Linked DNA regions of Mus musculus: regions 1 and 3 are each linked to region 2. Evidence: chromatin contacts called from public HiCAR-type and HiChIP or PLAC-seq data. All regions are on one chromosome and are shown on one strand. Each heading gives the region's core, a stretch centred on a gene start, on an enhancer-like site or on the middle of the called end of the contact. The rest is flanking DNA. Distances are from core to core; before and after follow the strand shown.

Evidence for each region. HiCAR-type assays count read pairs that join an accessible place to other places. HiChIP or PLAC-seq counts read pairs in DNA pulled down with a chosen protein or histone mark.
Region 1: a contact with region 2 is called in an H3K27ac HiChIP or PLAC-seq map of embryonic stem cells, with 10 read pairs. The contact joins the enhancer-like site here to the promoter of Dppa4 in region 2. A contact is called at or near these places in 4 of 39 promoter capture datasets (embryonic stem cells and stem cell-derived epiblast-like cells), 3 of 484 Hi-C or Micro-C datasets (all in embryonic stem cells) and 7 of 115 datasets of contacts at active chromatin or transcription factors (all in embryonic stem cells).
Region 3: a contact with region 2 is called in a HiCAR-type map of embryonic stem cells, with 2.9 times the contacts expected there. The contact joins the enhancer-like site here to the promoter of Dppa4 in region 2. A contact is called at or near these places in 3 of 39 promoter capture datasets (hippocampal neurons and liver), 7 of 484 Hi-C or Micro-C datasets (cerebral cortex, embryonic stem cells, liver and 2 more), 2 of 115 datasets of contacts at active chromatin or transcription factors (both in embryonic stem cells) and 1 of 9 other capture datasets (pancreatic islet).

Annotation. Positions count from the first base shown.
Region 1 is chr16:48,609,730-48,612,433 of GRCm38.p6, reverse strand. It overlaps Morc1 (microrchidia 1), which reads right to left. Exons shown (of 27, transcript NM_010816.1): 21 at 73-145. The region is part of intron 1 of Gm41458 (a long non-coding RNA gene); the gene reads left to right. Among named protein-coding and RNA genes, the nearest start is that of Gm41458, 2.8 kb to the left of the region's middle. Within about 2 kb of position 1,438, at least 4 of the 459 cell types and tissues checked have an H3K27ac peak or open chromatin away from gene starts, as enhancers often do. A contact at or near this core is called in embryonic stem cells, where this site is marked.
Region 2 is chr16:48,282,295-48,284,994 of GRCm38.p6, reverse strand. Dppa4 (developmental pluripotency associated 4) reads right to left here and starts at 1,260. Exons shown (of 7, transcript NM_028610.2): 1 at 1,154-1,260. The coding sequence starts at 1,177.
Region 3 is chr16:48,561,288-48,564,067 of GRCm38.p6, reverse strand. It overlaps Morc1 (microrchidia 1), which reads right to left. Exons shown (of 27, transcript NM_010816.1): 16 at 2,428-2,533. Among named protein-coding and RNA genes, the nearest start is that of Gm41458, 51 kb to the left of the region's middle. Within about 2 kb of position 1,522, at least 14 of the 459 cell types and tissues checked have an H3K27ac peak or open chromatin away from gene starts, as enhancers often do. A contact at or near this core is called in embryonic stem cells, where this site is marked.

The DNA.
Region 1 (2,704 bases), core at 189-2,688, 330 kb before region 2:
AGTCCAAATTGCTGTCCCGGCAGTCAAAGACTGAGAACAACAGCAACTCTAGAGTCCTCTGCATTGTTTTACCTGGCTTTATGAGGGGAACTTCCTCCTCTTCTTCTTGTTTCAGTGAGACCTTGGTGCTGCTTTGATCCCAAACCTGAAAAACAAGTTCTACATTTAAAATTGTGCAAGCACATAGGACATATGACAGAGCGGAGCCAAGCCTTGAAAACGCAGCATCCACATCACAGGCGGCAGATCATAAGTAAATCAGCACCAAACTATGGTCAGGTTTTTGAGGCAGTGAACAGTCACTGGAGACGGCTATGGTGGTGAGCCCCTCCAGAATGACCATCTTTGAGACTCTACACTCATTCCTAGTATCTCTATAGACTTTTAAAATGACCTATTTATTTCTGAAATTGATCTTACATGTGGCTGTAACAGAGGCTGCAGCAAGTGAGTCAAGTATTCGATTCACTGGCAATAAATGTGTAGTTTGGGTGAGGTTCATCACACAGCTAAGACAAAGTAGGAGCTCAGCATCGGTGCAAGAAATGGAGGTTGCTGGCTGCTGTGGGGCTCACCTTTAATTCTAGTGCTCCAGCTTCAGATGCAGGCAGATCTCTATGAAGGATGTTTGTAAAGTCAGGGTGAGGAATAACATTCCTTAAATTAAATTGTAAACCTCACCTACCTAACATCACACTGGGAATTCTCCGGAGTCCCATGGACAGGGCTCAATGGAAACAAATTTACATTTCCAGAAGACAGCTCCATAGATGAGAGGAGGGGCATGCAGAAGGGGAAGGGGCACAGAGAAGTGGGAGGAGCACAGGGAAGGGGGAGGGGCATGGGGAAAGGGGAGATGAATTTGAATGTGACCTTCAAGGAAAAAAAAGAAACTCAGTATGATGCCTTTAAATATGTTGTAAATTTTATCAAGGTAGAAAAATAAGCAGTTAAAAAATTAATGACTTGGGCTAGCGGTTAAGAGCACTGGCTGCTCTTCCAAAGGTCATGAGTTCAATTCCCAGCAAACACATGGTGGCTCACAACCATCGGTAATTGGATCTAATGCCCTCTTCTGGAGTATCTGAAGACAGCAACAGTGTACTCATATAAACATAAAACAATAAATATTTTTTTTAAAAAATTAATGACGTAAAAGATTGAGAAAATAGAAAGAAGCCAAGGTTCTGCCCTGTCTTTTGTTTTGGGGACCCCACCCCCACCCCATGGACACCTGCAGAGGCAGCTTGTTTCCTTAAGATTCTTCATTCTGAGAGTTTCCTTAGCCTTCCTCAGCCATACACACCTCTAACCAAACATGGCCAGAAGAGAAGTCAAACTGCCTTTCCCCCTCTACCAGGAAACAACAGTGGATTCCTGCACACTTTGGAAACCAGCACTGTCTCAAGGCAGGTTAATAGGCACACCTGTAGCCTAGCAACTGAATAACTATAGCTGCCCATCATTGCCCTTGGCTTTTCCATTCAAACAGAAAGTAGAGCCTCCCAGGCAGGGGAAACAGTCGTTTTTCAGCTACTGTGGTGCAGTTAGAATATGTTCATGTTTACATTGCAACTATCTGAATTTTCCAGGAAAAGAAATGAAAATGCATATTTCTGAAGTTCATTTTGTGAAAATCTTGAGAGTGACTTTCAAATGTATGCCTTCCTATATTTCTGACACCTCATAAAATTAATAGTTTTCTCTGCTGTATAAAGAAAAGCTACATGATACTAAGCTTCTCTATATTTGGACTAAATAGCTTTGAGCAGGTTATAAGTAGCAAAATTTCCATAGCAGTTAGGAGTGACTGTAAGACAATCTCAGGAAAACTTTGCATGTCTTTGAATATCAGCACTTTAATGTGTGATGAGTCTGTTCATGTGTATCGATTTTCCTTGGTGACTTGGCTTATGATAAGACAAGCCCTTGTCCAGAGGAAGCATCTAATCTGAAGAAAACTGGCACTATTCCCAGCAAAGAACACTTCTTGTGAGTGCTCCTTTTTTTCCAGCATAATATTTTTATTGATTATTTGGGAATTTTACACCATGCACCCAAAGCTTACTTACTTTTGAGTCCTCCCAGGTCCACCCAAACTCTTATTACCTCGAAGAAGAAGAAGAAGAAGAAGAAGAAGAAGAAGAAGAAGGAGGAGGAGGAGGAGGAGGAGGAGGAGGAGGAGAAAGAAGGAGGAGGAGGAGGAGGAGGAGGAGGAGGAGAAAGAAGGAGGAGGAGGAGGAGAAGGGGAAGAGGAAGAAGGGGGAAGAGGAAGAAGGGGGAGGAGGAGAAGGGGAAGAAGAAGAAGAAGAAGAAGAAGAAGAAGAAGAAGAAGAAGAAGAAGAAGAAGAAGAAGAAGAAGAAGAAGAAGAAGAAGAAGAAAACAAAAGAAACAAACAAACAAACAAAAAACAAAAACCCTGAGTCCTTCCCCACATGCATCCCTGCCAAAAGCCCTCAACTGTGGAAAGACACACTTCAATGTCCTTATCACAATTTTTAAGAGTTGTCTTTAACAGTTTCCTTCCTAGGCTGTTACTTTTGGGGGGTGGGTTGTAGAACGGGGATAGGGGTTGTCATAGAAGCCTTCTACATCCCTCTCTCAACTGTGAGTCTGCAGTCATCGATACCATGGCAAAATTTGCTCCATTACCCTTTACAGCCCAGTAGAAGCATGGATCACGACTTCCACATGGTCTCCAGC
Region 2 (2,700 bases), core at 11-2,510:
AAAAAAAAAAACCTAACAAATATTAAGCCTCTTCCAGCATATACACGACTAAACACACTCCTTGCCTCATTTAATCTTTATATAACTTCAGAACCACTACTGTATTTTCAACATGGAGGGCCAAAAGTTAAAAGCTTATTAAAGCCAGGTGGTCATGGCACATGCCTTTATCCCAGCACTCGGGAGGCAGAGGAAGGCGAATCTCTTCAGTTCCTGGCTAGCCTGGTCTACAAGAGTGAGTTACAGGACAGCCAGGGCTACAGAGAAACCTTGTTTCAGAAAGAAAAGAGAGGGTGGCACCCGGGAGGCAAACCAACCTGGTTTACAGAGCGAGTCCCGGGTACCCAGGACTACAGAGAAACAAAACAATAACTCACTAAATAAATAAGTAAAACCACCAGGTCACTTAGCTCCAAAACCTAGGTCTTTTCCACCCCCCCCCTCCTCCACCCCCGCAATTGTGGAAGTGACAATTTAGCATTTCCTGTTACTTGACACCTCAGTTCTCTCCCATCACAATAGGGACCGGCTTCCCAAGGACTAAGATTTACTTTTGCACAACCTCTTTATAAAGGATTCACTTTAGGACTTAACAAAATTCTTACAATAAAGAAAGATGAAAATGGCTGGCGGTTTCTTGGGGAGGAGTCCAGGAAAGTGCTCAGCATCCTATCCTGGCTACTACAGTTAGGAACCAGCAGGTCTGCCATGTCAAAATTCATAGATTCTGAGGGCCTATGGATAAATTAAGGGGCCTGGAAGCCCTGTAGCAGGCACTTTTGGGTTAAGCCCTCGGGTCCTCTCAGGTTAACTGGGGACTCCTTCCGAGGCTACCCAAAGCCTCAGTTTATACCCTGTTTTATCCCGGGACCAGCTACGGGATTCTAAATTCCTTCCTAACAAAGCATTCCTTCCAAAACACACCCTCCTCTCCTAACACATCTACACCCGGGCCCCAGGGTCTCGCGCAAGGCCACTTCGAGCGGGCCCGCCAAGCCACACACCTGCCTTTAAATAATAATTTTTTTTAAAAAAACAATTAAGGTTGTAACAAATTGTAACGCTCATTCTTCTCTTCTCCAAACAATGGCTGGCTATACTCAAAAATGAGGGGCCCTCATTTGGAAAGCCAAATTGTAAAAACAGTTCTCACCTTCTTGTCTCCAGCAGTCTCCATCTTGAGAATAGATGAATCCTCCGAAAGAAAGTTCTCCCAGCTTCCAAAAGACCTCTGACCTCAGCCGGCTTTTCAAAATCTCCTCCTACTTCCTGTTGTCTTGAGGCCCTCTTCCGTTCCCCTCCCCTTCTGGTCCCACCCTCAACAAAATTGTGATGCTAAAATCTCCTTTTGTGGCTGATTTTAATAAAATCCCCTTTTGTGTGGTTTAATTATTAGGCTTGTTTCCTCGAATTTTTTTTTGTTTGTTTTGTTTTGTTTTGTTTTTGAGGCAGAGTTTATCATTTCTTTGCCTGGCCAGAAATGCGCTTTGTATATTGTACTGTCTCAACCTCCGGAATACTGCGATTTAGAGGTGTGAGCTGCTACCCCCTGCTCCTGGCAACTGTAGATCTGGGATATTTAAAACTGTAATTATTGCTGGGCGTGGCAGCACACACCTTTAATCCCAGCATTAGAGATGCAGAGGCAGGTGGATCTCTCTGAGCTCCTGGTCAGCCTAGTCTACATAGTGAGACTCTATCTTAGAAAAAAGAAAAAAAAAAAAAAAAGGGAAGGAAGGAAGGAAGGAAGGAAGGAAGAAAGAAAGAAAGAAAGAAAGAAAGAAAGAAAGAAAGAAAGAAAGAAAGAAAGAAAGAAAGAAAGAAAGAAAGAAAGAACCTAAATATTGCTAAGGGAAAGTGAAGTTCCTAGAGAATTCTGAAAAGACTGCAAATTTATCTAATGGAATTAGCATCCTGAACAGGAATGAAAACAACCCAGTTGCTCCAGAAATCCTTTTCCATGAGATGGCAGGGGGTGGGGGTTGCATTGTTTTGGTGGTTTCAGGGCTCACCCTGGGCTTTGTTTCTGTGCACCAATCAATCTACCACTGAGCTACAATCCCAGCCCATAAAATTACAACTCTTTTAATTCTTCCCCATCCAACCCTCCTTTTTTGAAGTCTCCACGGACCTGCAGCATACTGAGGTCTTCCTGTCTCATCCTCCTGACTGCTAGGATTCAAGGTGTACCCCACCACACCTGGCCAGGGCTTGAATTTCTGATCTTCTAGCTTCCCCAGGGCTGGAATTCAGGCCACCGAGCCTGGTTCAAAACTGTAACTTTCTATCTGCCAACTGTTTTTTTTTTTTTTTTTAAAGATTTATTTATTTATTATATGGAAGTACATTGTAGCTGTCTTCAGACACTCCAGAAGGGGGAGTCAGATCTCGTTATGGATGGTTGTGAGCCACCATGTGGTTGCTGGGATTTGAACTCTGGACCTTTGGAAGAGCAGTCGGGTGCTCTTACCCACTGAGCCATCTCACCAGCCCTTTTTTTTTTTTTTTTTTTTCTGCCAACTGTTAAAAGGTTTTGTCGTTGCTAGTTGGTTGGTATTTGATAACAGGGTTTCTCTGTGTAGCCTGCTGTCCTGGACCAGGCTGGCCTCGAACTCACAGAGCTCCTCCTGCCTCTCTGCCTTCTGAGTGCTGGGACTAAATGCACGTCCCACCCACCACCAGACATTCCCTCCTTCCCCC
Region 3 (2,780 bases), core at 273-2,772, 280 kb before region 2:
GGTGTTGGCTATTATTGTTATTTTCCAAGGAAGGTGCTACATAAACAAAGCCCAAGGATGACTGCACAAGGATGTCTATACAGCCACCAACCACATGAACCTGAAGACACTTACGGAGCAGCATTTACACAGGACTACTTCATTTGAGAAAAGAACCTCCTGGCCATGTTAAGTTTTTATTCAGAACAGAGAAAGGAAGTATTTTATTAAAATGAAGCACACGCAACTGTCTACCTTCAAAGATCTTTGGACAATTTTAATATGCAGTACAACCTCTATGTATTTTGCATCCTTTCTGAAACAGAGGAGACTTTGCTTCAGCCAAATACAGGCATCATTTTTACCCCGCTGGTGATCCCTGCATTCAATACAGATGAATGCATATCATGAATATAATGGGAGCGTGCTGACAGCTATTTCTCAGAGATTGTAACAAAAATGTAGTTTCCCTCTGTGCTTGAACCAGAAAACAAACAAGACTTCAGTAGCCTCAACAAAACTGGCTCTATGTTAGTTTGTCCAGGCTGCTGGCCCTGAATACTACAATGGGTAAGATGGTTTTAATCATTAAATGCATGTAAAGTGGAACTGAGTTCCATAGGATGTTCTATTACAGACTCTCTGCTTCAAGTTCAGCTTGAAGGGAGAATCGCCAGCAGGTCACTAAAGCCTTCTGGGTATCTGTGCTTTCTCCTCTTAGGGATGGAATGAGTTCACAGGACTTTTATGAAGATGGAAGGGTAAGCTTTTGTGTTTACAAAAGGGGTGTTTCTGTCTCAAGTTCTGTTTCATAGACCATTGTTCATTCAAACGCCATCCACTAGCATTGATTTTGGTGGCTACTAGGAAGCCATTTTGGACCACCAACTGTAGGCTCTGGGACTCTAGGCAATACCTTGTCTACTCTCAAGACTCTTGACAGTTCTTGTTCTCACAGAACATGCCCTAATACACAACCATATCAGGTTTGTTTATATGAGTTTATTTTATATGATTCTATCATCTAAACTCAACAGTGCATAGGTCTCCTGGCAGACATCAATCCCCACTTTTCATGAAGGTAGGTCCAGACTGCGACGCTGAATCAGAGGACTGAGTGAGGTCACAGGACTGATTCCCAGTCTTCCCCCAGGAGTCATCGTATCCACACAACAGACTGTGAGTTCCCTATGCAGGAAGCGTCTGCTCCCAATTAGATGCTCTTACATCTTGCTAAGCCTCCTGCTGCTGTTTTCTGCATATTTTATTATAATCTGTTCAGTGGGGATGACATACAGATGGTCAGTATTATGCCATTGTGTTGAAAGGTTCAGGGACTTCGGGGAACAAGAAATAGAAGCACTTTCTGGTATTTATAGTTTCAGAGTCCATCAATTTTCTGTCAACACAACTAAATTTGTCTTGCCTCTCCTTGCAAGTGGAATTATCTGGATGCGTAAAAGGGACAAAGTTAATGTGGTCTTGAGGATGATTCTGCAATGCTTTGTGAGGCATCCCTAGTTGCTAAGGGATGAGGGCGAGAGCATGCTAGTTCAGGGTCACGGGACAATGGAAGTAAAGAAAGCTGTGAAAGGCAGCTTCCCGGGGGGTTAGTCTTCAGAGCTGGATAAACATACTTGAAGAAGAGGGATTACTCTCGGGTCCACATTAGTAAAAGTGATCCCTTTACTCTTTAGCTCTAAGGACATAGAGGAGATTGTACAGAGAAAGCAGTGCTGGGGTGGGGCGAAGATGCCTCTATTAAAAAGGAATACTAACTCCCTTCCCTAGAGAAAGGATATTAGTCTAAAAGGGCTCGACAGCCATCAATATTTAATCAGCCCTTTTTCCTGTTTAGTCTGAACTTTTTCCTCTAGCATATAAAATAATGGAATCAATACATGACTTAATTTTTTTTTAAATCATATATTCTAACAGCTTAGAGCTGCTGGACACACCCTCTCAGGAACACTCCTGTAAGAGCAAGTTGTTGGCTTGTGTGCATGGATGGGAGATGCAGCTCAGGAGGCCAAGGCTTCCTGCTAGGTGGAAGGCCCACACACATGAGGCCCTGTGCTTTGTGATAGCAGATCTGTTTTTTGTTTGTTTGTTTTGAGACAGGGCTTCTCTGTGTAGCCCTGGCTGTCCTGGAACTCACTCTGTAGACCAGGCTGGCCTCGAACTCAGAAATCCACCTGCCTCTGCCTCCCAAGTGCTGGGATTAAAGGCGTGCGCCACCACCGCCCGGCCAGATCAGTTTAAATCAATAGAAAAATATACTAACCAACAATATTCTCATAGATAGCCAAGGAGTTTACAAAGGCTTTAAAGAGAAATGGGCCTCTAAGGTAAAAATCTCTCTATAACTGACACTTTCAAGGTTTATAAGGGATACCTTAGGAATTTTACATTGACAAGAGAATTTTTGGAGAATTACTCAACACTTACCTGTTTTCCAGGTTGTTGGGATTACTGGCACAAATCCATAGGTCAGGTAATCCTTTTTCCTGGTAATTGGAAGAGGAAGGCAGGACTCTCCATTTGAGACAAAGATCTGACCATTAAGACAAAAACACAAAAGAAATGAATCTATTTAAACAAACAAACAAACAAACAAACAAGTCAGTTCAGCCACACCCGAAGCAGTGGCCCTTTGAGCACACACCCCGTGCCTGTTGACTGTCTATTTCTGCCTTCCAGGAGCTATATGCAAAGCTCATCTAGAAATGTGCAATCATCATCGTGACTGCTCCAGCTCCCTCCAGACTGGTTGCTATTACTTGTGAGCAAGGAACCTCGCT